2 separate regions of the Oryctolagus cuniculus genome follow, and region 2 is linked to region 1. A link is a contact called in public Micro-C data. All regions are on one chromosome and are shown on one strand. Each heading gives the region's core, a stretch centred on a gene start, on an enhancer-like site or on the middle of the called end of the contact. The rest is flanking DNA. Distances are from core to core; before and after follow the strand shown.

Region 1 (7,201 bases), core at 3,133-5,632:
GTCAGGGCCAAATCCTCTTGTGTCTGGGTTTTCTGATCTGGGTTGATTTCCTTAGAAAAACAATGATGCGCAAATTACATCATCCTGGTCTGTGTTGTGAACTTGACTTGGCATGGAGTCTTCCTTTTCCAATGACTGGGTGAAATTCTAGCTCTGCTCACTTTACCTTGGAGCCTTGAGCAAGTGTGTCCATTCTCCCTCTACTTTTTATTACAGACAATCTCAAATGCATCCAAAAGTCAGTAATACATTAGAAACAGAAGTTGCCGAAGGCCAAGGGAGAGGGGGTGAGGAGTGATTGCTACAGGGTTTCTTTGGCGGGGTGATGGTTGCTTAACCCTGCATGTCTATAACCACTGAATCACGCACTCCTTGTGCGCATCTGCCTTGTGTCTCCATGAAGCTGCTTTAAATTCTTGAAAAGTGTCTACAGTAGAGTGAGTCCCCAGATGTCCATCACGCAGACTCCCCAACATTCAGCTCCTGACCAATCCTGTTTGACCTGTACCTCCTCCATCCCTTCTTTAGTTATTTCAAAGCAAAGCACAGATATATTTTATCTACAAATATTTCAGTATATAGCTGTGAAAGATAAGGATTTTAAAATCACAATCATCACACCATGATAGCTGTAAGCACCAACATTAATCACTTAAAACAGTCACATGTATGCTCAGTGTTCAAATTTCCATATACATCATTTTTTAAAAAGACTTATTTTTTTGAGAGGTAGAGTTATAGACGGAGGGAGAGAAAGAGAGGGAGGCGTTCCATCCACAGGTTCACTCCCCAGATGGCTGCAATGGCCAGAGCTGAACTGATCTGAAGCCAGGAGCCGGAAGGTTCTTCTAGGTCTCCCACATGGGTGCAGGGGCCCAAGGACTTGGGCCATCTTCTACTGCTTTCCTATGCCATAGCAGGGAGCTGAATTGGAAATGGAGCAACCAGGACTTGAACCAGTGCCCATAAGGGATGCCAGCACTGAAGGTGGCGGGTTAACTCACTACGTCACGGGCCCCAGTGCCAAATCTTAGTGCTCAAGGTCTCAGATTTCTGCCCTGTCTCCTGTCCTTGGTGGTGGTAGTGGGCGGTCATTCTCTGGCAGACAGGGCACCCACCCACCCAGCAAAACTGGCCTGTCCCTGGCTCACTGTCTCCACCTCTACATCTCAGAAGGTAGGAGAACCTTGCACCCAGTATCCTATAGACAGCTGACCCTGGTTGGGATTCCTGGCTTCTGCAGGATGTGGGAACCATCACTTTGGGGAAGACATGGGCAGGGAGGCCAGCCTAGAACATATGCTCCACCTGGATTAAACACCTCCACGGCTGCCAAGGGGATTTTTCCCACAGGGGTGGGAAAGGGTGCTGAAGGAGGAAAACGAGACTCCTGTGATCACTGGTGTTGTTACGCAGTCAGCAGCAGCCAATGGCACCGGGTACATCCTGTGGGGTAAGTAGCTGAGTGCCGGTGAAGTTCATTCGAAGACCACAGAGTCCTGGGGAAATGGTGAGCCATAGAGACAGCCCCTACTCAGCTTCACGTTAAGAGCTGTTTGTTTTGTGTTTTGGTTTTGTTTTTGTTTCCCCAATAGTTTCCAGGTCCTTTAAAACAAGAAACAGTAAATGTGTGAAATGTGTGTTCCATGGAGCTTTGATCTGGTATTTAAAAAGCCTAAGTAAGGGGGCTGGCGCCTGCAGTGCTGGCATCCCATGTGGACACCAGTTCAAGTCCCAGCTGCTCCACTTCCGATCCAGCTCTCTGCTGTGGCCTGGGAAAGCAGCAGAAGATGGCCCAGGTCCTTGGGCCCCTGCACCTGCGTGGGAGACCTGGAAGAAGCTCCTGGCTCCCGACTTCAGATTGGCACAGCCTATTGGGGAGTAAACCAGCGGATGGAAAACCTCTCTCTGCCTCTCCTCTCTGTCTCTGTGTAACTCTGACTTTCAAATAAATAAATCTTTAAAAATAAAAAAACAAAAAGCATAAGTAAGACAGGTACTGTGGGGCCCTGCTATCTTCCTTTGGGTTCCCAATAAGGGGTGAGTGTTTGTTTTTGCATTTTCACAGTTTAAAATTCTCCAATTTCTAGGTATGTTGCTAAATTTCTAAGTTTTGTTGTGGCTCCCAAGTCTTAGAGATGTTATTCTTGTTTGAAAAACTAATGAAGTGTAAGAAAGGAATATTTGGGTTGAACTCTTCCCTATTTATAAAAAATTTTCCTATAGGTTTATCAAACTGGAATCATAGAATCTGGGTTTCTTTTAGGTGCCACCCTCACCAAATGAACCACAGTTTTGGCTTTCAAAGTATGGTTGCATCTTTCCCATCTGAGACGCCCATGCCCGCTCACATAGAAGAAGTGGCAAGAGCTGGCAGGGAGCAGGAGTGCAGAAAAACATGTCCAGACTCAAATTTAATATGGAAATAGTGGGCTGGTGGTCTCACAAATGCTGTTGGCTGTGTGCACTCTACATAGCACCCCCCGCCCTCCCCCCCCCCCCTTTTTTTTTTTTTTTGACAGGCAGAGTGGACAGTGAGAGAGAGAGACAGAGAGAAAGGTCTTCCTTTGCCGTTGGTTCACCCTCCAATGGCCGCCGCGGCCGGCGCGCTGCAGCCAGCGCACCATGCTGATCCGATGGCAGGAGCCAGGAGCCAGGTGCTTTTCCTGGTCTCCCATGGGGTGCAGGGCCCAAGCACCTGGGCCATCCTCCACTGCACTCCCTGGCCACAGCAGAGAGCTGGCCTGGAAGAGGGGCAACCGGGACAGAATCCGGCGCCCCGACCGGGACTAGAACCCGGTGTGCCGGTGCCGCAAGGTGGAGGATTAGCCTAGTGAGCCGCGGCGCCGGCCCCCGCCCTTTATTTTTAAGTTCTGAAAGGCAGAGTGCCACAGAGAGAAAGAGAGAGACAGAGAATCTGTTGGCTGACTCGGCCCCCAGACGGCTGCAACAGCTAGAGCTGGGTTAGGACAGAGCAGGGAGTCAGTGTGTGTTCACCCATGGAGTGGCTGTTCTCTCCCTGTGATCAGCTGCATCTACAGCAAGTCAGCCCCCATTCTGATCGGCAGATGTACCCTGAGGCTCACCCTTGTGTTGCCTACACATTGTACACCCAGAAGATGAGACAGTAAGTGCCATTAATGGCAAGAGGAGAATGTTTGTCATGGTGGTTAAGACACCCACATCCCGCAGCTGAGTGTGTGGGTTTGAGTTTCAACTCCTCCACTTCCAGTCCAGCTTCCTGCTTGTGCACACTTTGGGAGGCAGCAGGTGATGGTTCACATACTTGGGTCCCTGCTGGGAAAGCCAAATTGAATTATGGACTCCTGGCTTTGGCCTGGCCCAGCCCTCACTGTTGCTGGTGTTTGGCAAGTGAGCTAGCAAATGGAAGATCTCTATTTGTCTTTCTGTTTCTCTGACTTCCAAGTAAAAAATTAGTGAACGTTTTTAAAAAGAGCAGAATGATGAGAGAGAGCATTGGTTGTGGATGGGACTTGAGTCAGAATGGGAAGGATAAATACCAATGTGTTTAAATGAAATAAAAATGCAGACTTTTTTTTTCTTTTCTTTTTTAAGGAAGAAGAATGTGCTACACCATAGGTCCTCTCTAGACACTGGGTCTGAGAGCAAAGACCCAGCAAGCCATGATGATGGGTCAGTTTGGCCATTTTAGGGGCAGACAATGGGTTTGCTAGACTTGAGAGCCACAAGCCAAAGGCAGGTGCCGAAGTAGCCCTCTGTGCAGAGTCAGCACTCAGAAAACGTTAATCATTAAGTGCTGGAGGCTGGCAAGGTGCCCAGTGCAGGGAGGTGTGCAACTGAGAAAACTGGAAAGTGGGGTCTATGCCCTTTGAGGCATCCCTCTTGCCCCTTTTATGCTGGCAAGACGTAGGGAGGAAGAAGTTCTGAGCACCCTCCCCATGTGGCCCAGTGGCATCTCATCCAGGAATCAGGAGTGGCTCCGTGGGGGCAGCTCAACAGAGAGCAAGGGACGTGAATGCTCTGTGTATCGCTAAGCTTCTCAAAGCAGGAACCTCTCCCCTAAAGCAGAAGAGAGGAGTTTTTTTTCTTCTTTTGTGGTTTCAGAGAGCAAATGAGTGACAACCTCTACTTCAAGACAGAGCGAGACGTCAGGCACGCGGGAGGGAGGGTGCCTGTTTCTGCCCACCCCCTTCTTCACCCCTTTCATTCCGCTCTTATCATGCTTTCCAGAAAGTCAGCCTGCAGGGAGACTCTGACGAGTTCCCGTGCGCTGCCGGAAAGCTCCATGGAATTCACTTTCTGAGAACCAGCCAGAGGCGTGCAGTGACATTGCACAACCGGCCTGCAAAGCTGGAGATAGCAGCCGGGGAGCTCGGAGGAGCTGTGTCACTTCACCGACATGCGAGGAACCAGCATCATGGATGGAGCACCCAAGGTGAGCGGCCGTGGGGCTGCTGGCAGGGGGAGGCTGAGCACGACGCGATGGCTAAGGGCGACACCGGCTTAGTGTTGAGCTTTAGTGAAGGCACGGGGTGAGCACTGGACACATGGAAGTTTGAGGTGGGAAAGGCTAATGGTCAGTTAAGAGGAGGCAGTGGCCGGCGCTGTGGCTCACTAGGCTAATCCTCCGCCTTGCGGTGCTGGCACACCAGGTTCTAGTCCCAGTCGGGGCGCCGGATTCTGTCCCGGTTGCTCCTCTTCCAGTCCAGCTCTCTGCTGTGGCCTGGGAGTACAGTGGAGGATGGCCCAGATCCTTGGGCCCTGCACTTGCATGGGAGACCAGGAAGAAGCACTTGGCTCCTGGCTTCGGATTGGCGCAGCATGCCAGCCGTAGCGGCCATTTGGGGGGTGAACCAATGGTAAAGGAAGACCTTTCTCTCTGTCTCTCTCTCACTGTCTAACTCTGCCTGTCAAAAAAAAAAAAAAAAAGAAAAAGAAAAAGAAAAAGAAAAAGAGGAGGCAGTGCCTGTGCCGTAAGTTCATTGCCCTTTGCTTCTGAGATGACTGGAAGTGACTCCTGTAGAAATCAGCTCGGGAGGTGACCACACAGCCCGCAGCTTGGTGTCCATTCTGCACCCTGACAAACTGCGTAAGCGAGCTGTGAGTCTGTGCCTTGGCCCACCCTGACCGCCTCTCTCTCGGGACCCTGGAGACGCTCCGTGCCGCTCACAAGGGCCCGACTGGTTCCTGTCCTAACTTCCCCAGAGCAGAGCACAGACCCCCAGCCCAGCTCCCGGCTGCCCGTGGTGGGCACCCCTGCTGTCGTCCTGTTATCGCCTGTGTTCTGCTTGTCCTTCCAAGTCTGCATCACAAATCCAAGACGGTTCTCTACTTAGGCAGCGAAAATGACTGCGGAACTCAAGGGGGAAAGAACACTTACTTAGACAGAGAGAAAGAGAAACTCAAGATTGAGGAGATTATTATCTTGCTACATCCTTTTAAAATTTTACGTAGATGGGGGGGAAGAAAGACATGAAACAGTTATGCAAGGGGGAGTCTGCATAGGAATTGTGTGTTAATTATTATTAAACAGTATGGAATCCACAGCTGTATACCTCTTAGTAAATATCTTAGCAGTTCTGGACTTTCTTCCCATATATTTACTTTGAAAATTTTTCAAATCGTTGGAAAAATGGGTGGGGGTGGGGTGGGGAGATAATTCAGTGACCCCCTGCATATCCTGTGCCTCAAGTGCCCCGGCTCCTGGTGTTTGTCATCTTGGGGTACATGTGTCTGTATCTAACACACACTCCGCTGTCGTGTGCACCACCTGGACATCAATGGCAGACATAATGACACCTCCAGGTGCTTCCTTGTGTGTCCCCTAAGAGCACTGCTGTCCCCCCCGGACCCCACTGCATGATCTCACCCCCAACATGTCACACTGCTTTGATGGCACCCTTCTATTGTCCATTCTACTTTCACAATTTCTAAAAATACGATTTTTTTTTTACCTTTTTTGGCCATTTTTCTGTGTGTGTGTGTGTTGGTCCAGGATTGGTTCTAGGATCGCACTCTGCTGTTTGCCAGGTCTCACTTGTCCATAATCTAGAATAATCCACCGCCTTTTTTTCTTCTGTAACACTGGCTTTTTTTGCTGACTAGCCTAGATTTTTACGATTTAGGCTTCTTTTTACTTGTTCCACTTATGCTGCCTAAATTATCTCTATAGCACTCTACACTTTGTAAATAACATGCATCTAGGCACGTAACTTATCACTGACACTCCCAACACGCTGTGAGGTCCGGCTTCTGGTGTTACACAGGTGACAGTAGCTAGCACAAACTGCTTGTGCGCCAGGCCTGTGCTGAGCGCTCAACTTGCCTTCGCGTGTTGCATCTCACAACACCTCTCTATGAAGCGTTATTACTCTTACTCCCTCCCTCTAGAGGAGAAACTTGGCCTAGTGACCGGCCCAAGGCCACACAGCTCAGAAGTGGCAATGCCAGGATCAGTCCCAGGTGGCCTGAATCCAGAGCCCAGCGCTTGGCCAACTCCATGCCTTCTGACCTTCAAACCAGGGAATCTGGGAACTCTGTCATAAAGAGCCGCGTGCAACCTCTGTTGCTTTGCCTTCTTTGTTTTAAAAACTCCTTAAAACTATAAAATCCATCTCAGCTCATGAGTCAGCCATCCAGATTTGGTCCATGGGCCCTAGTTTGAGACCCAGGTCATCTCAGCTCACACAGGTGACCCTCACCTGAGCAAGAACCTGGGCGTCCAGAGGCGCCCTCAGGGAGCAGTTTCTTGGGTGCCCCTGTCCATGCACACACATCAGAAATGCCATGTTTTAAGGTTTTGTACAAATACGAGCAGCAAGCAAACTGTTGAGCTTCTTGCCTTTTACAACTGACAATACAAATACAAACACAACTGCTCGGCCTACTAATTTTCACGCCTACACTGTTGCTTTCCGGTGGTAACACAACGATTCAAGGGGTGGTCCTGTGTATGCAGTCCCCAACCTCGGCCTCCGTGCAGGTGACTTTAAAGCAACCCTCACTTTGACTCAGGGCTACCCCAGGTCGCCTTCCAGACCCTGAAGTTTGCCTCATTGCATTGGAGCTACGTAGTGACTGCTGTCAACGCTTTTCCTGGAGGCCCTCGGGGCCCTCGGTTCCTGGTCAGCAGAGCTTTCGACTCTGTGTGTAGCAGACAGCGTATAACAACCGGACTGTTTTATTCCGATTTTCCCTGAACGTGTCACAAAACAAGGAA
Region 2 (7,201 bases), core at 2,747-5,246, 200 kb before region 1:
CAGCCACAAAAAAGAATGAAATGCTGATATTTTCAGTAAATGAATGGAATTAGAGATCATTATGTTAAGTGAAGTAAGTCAGACACAGAAAGACAAAATGACAAATATCACTAATATCACTATGTTCTGTCTTATATGTGGAAGTATTTATTTATTTGAAAGGCAGATACGTAAGTCAAATGGGATCTTTCATCTTTTGAAGCTTTTTTATGTTAATCTTATTTGATAGGCAAAGACAGACAGTGAGACAGACAGACAGGTCTTCCATCTGCCAACTCATTTCCCAAATGCCTACAACAGCCAAGGATATGTCAGGACAATATCAGGAGCCCAGAACCGATTCAGGTCTCCCAGGAGGTGGCAGTGACCCAAGTGTTTGAGCCGTCATGTGCTGTCTCCCAGGGTGCACATGAACAAGAAGTTGGATCAGAAATAAAGCCGGGACTCAAACTCAAGCACTGCAATACAGAATGTGTGCATCCCAAGCAGTGCCTTACCCACTTCCCCAAATGTCTGCCCCTTATGATATAAGAAAGTCAAAAAAATGTTGTTCTGAACGTAGAATAGTGATTTCTGGAGGCTGGGGAGGATGGGGGGAAAGGAAATATTAATGGGTCACAAAGCACACTCAGACAGAATGAACAGATTCTAGTGTTCCACAGCGCAGTGGGGCAACTACAGTTCACAATGATGCACTATATTCTGTATAAAGAACTGGAGGAAAGGAGCTGGGAGCCTCAAAACCCAGTGAGAGATATGGAAATAGAATGGCTGGCTGCCTGGTTTCATTGATTTATGACTGGTTTCATTGATCTATACCTGTATATGTGTTGAAATATTGCACTGAACCCCATGAAAATACGCAAGCATTGCATGTTAATTAAAAATTTTTGAAAATAAAATAAATTTTGGGCCGGCGCCGCGGCTCACTAGGCTAATCCTCCACCTAGCGGCGCCGGCACACCAGGTTCTAGTCCCGGTCGGGGCGCTGGATTCTGTCCCGGTTGCCCCTCTTCCAGGCCAGCTCTCTGCTGTGGCCAGGGAGGGCAGTGGAGGATGGCCCAAGTGCTTGGGCCCTGCACCCCACGGGAGACCAGGAAAAGCACCTGGCTCCTGGCTTCTGCCATCAGATCAGCGCGGTGCGCTGGCCACAGCGCGCCAGCTGCGGCGGCCATTGGAGGGTGAACCAACGGCAAAGGAAGACCTTTCTCTCTGTCTCTCTCTCTCACTGTCCACTCTGCCTGTCAAAAAATAAAAAATAAAAAAAAATAAATTTTGAGACTGGCACTGAGGTGCAGTGGATTAATGCCCTGCCCTGAAACACTGGCATCCCATATGGGCGCCAGTTTGAAACTCAGCTGCTCTACTTTCAATCCAGCTCTCTGCTGTGGCCTGGGAAATCAGTGGAAGATGGCCCAAGTCATTGGGCCCCTGTACCTGCATGGGAGACCCAGATGAAGCTCCTGGTTCTTGGCTTCAGATCAACGCAGCTCCAGCCATTGTGGCCAATTGGGGAGTGAACCAATGGATGGAAGACACCTCTGTCTCTCTCTGCCTCTCCTCTCTTGGTGTAACTCTGACTTTCAAATAAATAAATAAATCTTTTTTAAAAAAGAGAAAAGAAAGAAATTTTTAAAAGTTCATAAAAATGAGGTTATTTTGGTACAAAAAAAATCTTAACATCCACGCATAATTTTTATAATACACATTTTCCATGTACTACAAAAAATTTGCAATAAAAATTCGTGTACCAAAATTAACTCATTTCATACTCTTAATTCCCAGTTTTCCATGAACATTTTAATGAAGCCTCATAAGTCCCATCCACTGGGGGCCCAGGATCTCATTTTGAATGGCACTATTATTACTGTCAACAAAACACCAAGTATGTGAACATCATGATTTTGACAGCATAATTAACAGTTTGGCTGAAAAGAAGGCAAAAATAAATTTTGTGGCACAAATATAATTTGTGGATGGCAATCATTGTCACTCTATTACTTAATCCTTGAAGCATTGGCAGCCCATCAAGAGAACATTCAGATATGTACAATAATAGAATTTCAACATCTTTAATAACTGGCCAACTTGGTCATGCATAAGCTAAGGTTTTGTTTACATGATTGAATATTAGTTTTTATTTGTTGATATTTGTTGATACAAAGGTATATATGTCAAGACAGCCAGACAGACCTTATTTTCTTTAGCAGTGATTACCCTGCCTCACAAATTTCAAATACTTACACACTGAGTTGCCGGGCCTCCATCTGGGCCTGGATGCCACAAAGTGAGCTGTGGGTCTGCACACAAACCCACAGAGGAATCTTGGGCAAAGCTTGCGTCTGAGGAATGTTATTTTATCGGTAGCCGTGGCTAGCCTCCAAAGACTGCATAACAGTGTTGAGCCCTTACACCTAAACCCACTCGCTGGCCCTCTGCCCAGTAACTGAAGGACACCGAGCCTTTTAATGCCTGAATATGAAGCACCAGAAACCACAGGGCAGCCAGAGAGTGAAGCATAAGACAGAGGCTAAGAAGAAAGCCCTGTAATCAGGGGCAATCAGGAGTCTCCAGGATGTCAAGGGCACCCCTCTGGGCTCAATCCCCTGAATCCCTGGTGCTCTCTCTCCCTGAGCCAAGGCTAAGGAGAGAACAGGCCAAACCCCCAACCACCTCCTTGCTTCAGAGCTGCCTCAGAGCTCTCCATGCACAAAAGCAGCCAAGCTGAGACCTGACATTCTCCTTGCTGCCCCTGTCTTCACACTTGGGCTGCTGGTGGCTCATGGGGCCACCGCCTGTCAGAGAGGGAAGACACTGGATCTTGATCTGTCCCCAGCAAGGGAGACGTGTGCGTCTCAGAGACAGATGACCTCACTGTCACCATAAACACCTTGCCTCCTTTTTATTTATTTAATAAACTTTCTCCTTCTAGAAAAAAGAAATCCAGAATCAAGCTTACACACCTCAAGTGGAAGGAAGAATGCAAGGCTCTGGGAGCAATGCTGAAGATCTTACACTCTACAAACAAGCAGAAGGCAGCCACTTCCCTGAGCATAAAACCAAGGACCCCAGCCAGAAATCAGGCTCCAGGCAGTCACTGAGAGACCAAAACTGTTCTCCCCCAGTGGAGAATCCCCCTAATTCCTGTCCTTTGGTCACCTTGGTACATGCTCCAGGACATAGCTGTTTTCATTGGACATTCAAATAAATGTCATTCGTACCTCCAGACAGACCCAGAGCAGAAACATCTTACAGCTATTTGTCCCAGAGGAGAGAAATGTCTGCCCCATGTGTCATATGAGCCTACAAAATCATTTGGCTGGCCTTGCCAAAGCAAATGCAGGCAGGACTTGAAATTCACTCACACAATAGCAGGCTAATTTTTAAGGTGATAATTTTGTATGGCCACGAGTGACACTGTAAATATCTAAGCAACCTTTGGTGGAAAAAAAGTTTTCCCACCCCAATGGATAAGAGTCTAGCCAGATAGGGATGCTGACATCTATCCATCAGTGAGTTCAGCATGAGCAGAAACAGTCTAGTCAAGGGAGCCACGGGTACCGCAAACAGCCAACTTGGATGCCCTCCTTCCTCACAGCTAGCCTATTCTGCTACATTTATGATTTTCCACCCTGATCATCAAGGGAAAAGCTTTCAAATAACATCCAGGATACAAAATGAGCAGGCACCATACCCTCAAAATTCAGGGTAACAAGGAAGTCTTTTGGGAAATGTCACAGATATTTAACTTCCAAACACCCAGGTAGACAATGCTGAACAATGACAGAAAACTGAAATGATGGTGGAGATGAGGAGAAGTTGCTCATTGCCATGGAATCCCATTTCACTCTTTCTCATTCAATAGTCTCAGCAAAGGCATTTCTATTGTTGGGTTTCAGAAACCTTTCCAAGCTCCCCCACTCAGTGCTGACAGATGCATGATCTGAGCTCAGTGTACCTTCTGGAAGATAACACTCGATTGTTCGGATGTAACATGACTCATTTCTGCCCTTGGCCTCATCTGCCAGAAATGCGCTTGCATAACACTTCTTCTAGTTGAGACAGGGAGAAGTAATTTAACCTCCAATGCTGTGAGTCTAACTGCAGTCACTCCAACATTCATACGGAGAAGTTGATGGGGCAATTGTTCTAGGGATATTATTTGATGGTTAAAAACACAGGCTTTGCTGTCTGCACCTTAATGTTTACTGCAGCTCAATTCACAATAGCTAAGACCTGGAACCAACCCAAATGCCCATCAACAGCAGAATGGATAAAGAAATTATGGGACATGTACCCTATAGAATACTATACAGTAGTAAAAAAAAATGAAATCCAGTCATTTGCAACAAAATGGAGGAATCTGGAACACATCATGCTGAGTGAAATAAGCCAGTCCCAAAGGGACAAATATCATATGTTCTCCCTGATCGGTGACAACTAACCGAGCACCAAAAAGGAAACATGTTAAAGTGAAATGGACACTATGAGATACAGTGACTTGATCAGCCCTTGTCCTGACTGTTGATGAACAACTTAATACTTTATCCCTTTTAGTATTTTTTGTTCTGCTTAATACTATTGGTTGAACTCTGTAATTAACACATAATTATTCTTAAGTGTTGAAAAGTGATCTCTGTTAAATATAAGAGTGGGAATAAGAGAGGAAGGAGATGTACAGTTTGAGACATGCTCAAGCAGACTTGCCCCAAATGGTAGAGTTAGAAACATGCCAGGGGATTCTAATTCAATCCCATCAAGGTGGCATGTACCAATGCCATCTCACTAGTCCAGGGGATCAATTTCAGTTCACAATTGATCATAATGACAGGACTAAGAGTCAAAGGGATCACATAAACAAGAATAGTGTCTGCTAATACTAACTGATAGAATAAAAAAGGGAGAAAATGACCCAACATGGGAAGCAGGATACACAGCAGGCAGACTCATAGAATGGCAGATGTCCTAAACAGCACTCTGGTCTCAGAATCAGCCCTTAAGGCATTCGAATCTGGCTGAAGAGCCCATGAGAGTATTTTAGGCATGGAAGGCCAAGACACTGTGGCAAAAAAAACCAAACAAACCTATATATGAAAGATCTCTGTGAGTGAGATACCAGTGGAAAGAACAGGCCATCAAAGAAGGAGGTACTTTTCTCTGAAGGGAGGAGAGAACTTCCACTTTGACTATGACCCTGTCTAAAAAAGATCAGAGTCGGTGAACTCAAAAGGCTTCCATAGCCTTGGCAACTCATGACAAAAGCCTAGGGTGATTACTGACGCCATAAACAAGAGTGTCAATTGGTTAAGTCAACAACAGGAGTCATTGTACACTTACTCCTCATGTAGGATCTCTGTCCTTAATGTGTTGTACAATGTGAATTAATGCTATAACTAGTACTCAAACAGTATTTTACATTTTGTGTTTCTGTGTAGGTACAAACTGTTGAAATCTTTACTTAATATATGCTAAATTGATCTTATGTATATAAAGATAATTGAAAATGAATCTTGATGTGAATGGGATGGGAGCGGGAGATGGGAGGGTTGCGGGTGGGAGGGAAGTTATGGGGGGAGGAAGCCATTGTAATCCATAAACTGTACTTTGGAAATTTATATTTATTAAATAAAAGTTAAAAAAAAAACCAGGCTTTGGAGTCAGACGTATGAGGTCAATCTCAACATGTCCTGTGATTTCGGTTAAGTTATTTACTCTCACTTCTCATACCTGACAAAATTAATAACAATATTCCACTGTAACTAACTGAAAGGCTGAAAGATGCCTGATGTTTTTACACCTTGAGTGTGCAACACAGATCTCTCAGCCTCCATTAAATGAGAATCATAAATCATATCTCATAATTAAACAAAGTAGCTTTGGCAAGTGTGGAGTGTCTTCCTCTGCTTTACTCACAGGTAAACAAGGAGGTGGAGGCCAGGATTCAGAAAACAGAAAAGCACAGAACCTTTGAGACCCTCTCAAGGCCATCACTTCCCAAGATGCTAGAACCCAGAGCTATTCACTGGGGATGAAAGACAGCGATTGGTGTCAGAAGTTCCAGACCTCCCAGAGGAGAACACCCCAGGAGCAGGACCAGCTGACCCTGCTTTAAGCCCTCCATCAAGACAGCAAGACTCATAACTCTGTATAGCCTGCAACTGATGTTATAAATAGCCAAACGGCCCTTTGAAGAAACAAGGCTAAGCAGAATATCCTTCTGAGCTTTGCTGTGCTGAACTTCTGACTTACAGCAGGACAACAGGACATTGTCTCCACTGTTACCATCCAGCTACAAGCCACCATCATCATCACCTATATGACGGGGAGGGTTTCCTTGCTGTTCTCTCTGCTGTTTCCTGGCCCACTCTTCAATCCACTTTTTTTTTAAGATTTATTTATTTGGAAGTCAGAGTTACACAGAGAGAGGAGAGGCAGAGAGAGAGAGAGAGAGAGAGAGAGAGGTCTTCCATCCACTGGTTCACTCCCCAATTGGCCACAACAGCCAGAGCTGTGCCAATCCAAAGCCAGGAGCCAGGAGCTTCTTCAGGGGCCCAAGGACTTGGGCCATCTTCTATTACTTTCCCAGGCTATGGCAGAGAGATGGATTGGAAGTAGAGCAGCCAGGACTAGAACCGGTGCCCATATGGGATGCCGGCACTGCAGGTGGTGGCTTTACCCACTACACCACAGCACCAGCCCCTCAATCAATTCTTAACACTGAACACTCCTTTTTGAAGCTTAAATCAGACTATGTCACTTGTCTGCTCAGAATCCTGAGGTAACTCTCCACCTCACTAGAGTAAATGCCAAAATCTATACACTGGCCTTAACCTGTCCCCATCTTCCCCATTCTTTTACTCCCAATTCCAATTCTTCTTCCTTTTGTTCATTTCACTTACACTCCCTGGCATTATTGCTGTCCCTTCAGTATGCTGGGCTCTGCTATTCCCCCAAACGTCCCCCCTCCACTGCTATGTTTTCCTCTGCAATACTTATCTATACTTTTTATCTACTTGTTATGCTTGTTGTCTACCTCTAAAATGCTAGTGCTACAAGAGTGGGCAACATTGCTTCGTTACTGAAACATCCCAGGAGACTAGAACAGCGCTAGACCTTGAATGAATGAATGGTAATCTGTTGTCTATTCATGAGTTTAAGTGTTTGTGTGGGAAGAAGAGGTTTCTTTACAGCTTTGTAGCTC

What was found. Hi-C and Micro-C count contacts between places; a contact is called where the count stands out from the background.
Region 2: a contact with region 1 is called in a Micro-C map of ear pinna, with 6 times the contacts expected there. The contact joins the enhancer-like site here to the promoter of CASS4 in region 1. A contact is called at or near these places in 2 of 6 Hi-C or Micro-C datasets (ear pinna and an unstated tissue).

What each region holds. Positions count from the first base shown.
Region 1 is chr11:5,198,823-5,206,023 of mOryCun1.1, reverse strand. It overlaps CASS4 (Cas scaffold protein family member 4), which reads left to right and starts at 4,382. Exons shown (of 8, transcript XM_070051556.1): 1 at 4,382-4,417. The coding sequence starts at 4,382.
Region 2 is chr11:5,394,801-5,402,001 of mOryCun1.1, reverse strand. No RefSeq gene overlaps it. Among named protein-coding and RNA genes, the nearest start is that of MC3R, 53 kb to the right of the region's middle. Within about 2 kb of position 3,996, at least 1 of the 8 cell types and tissues checked has an H3K27ac peak or open chromatin away from gene starts, as enhancers often do.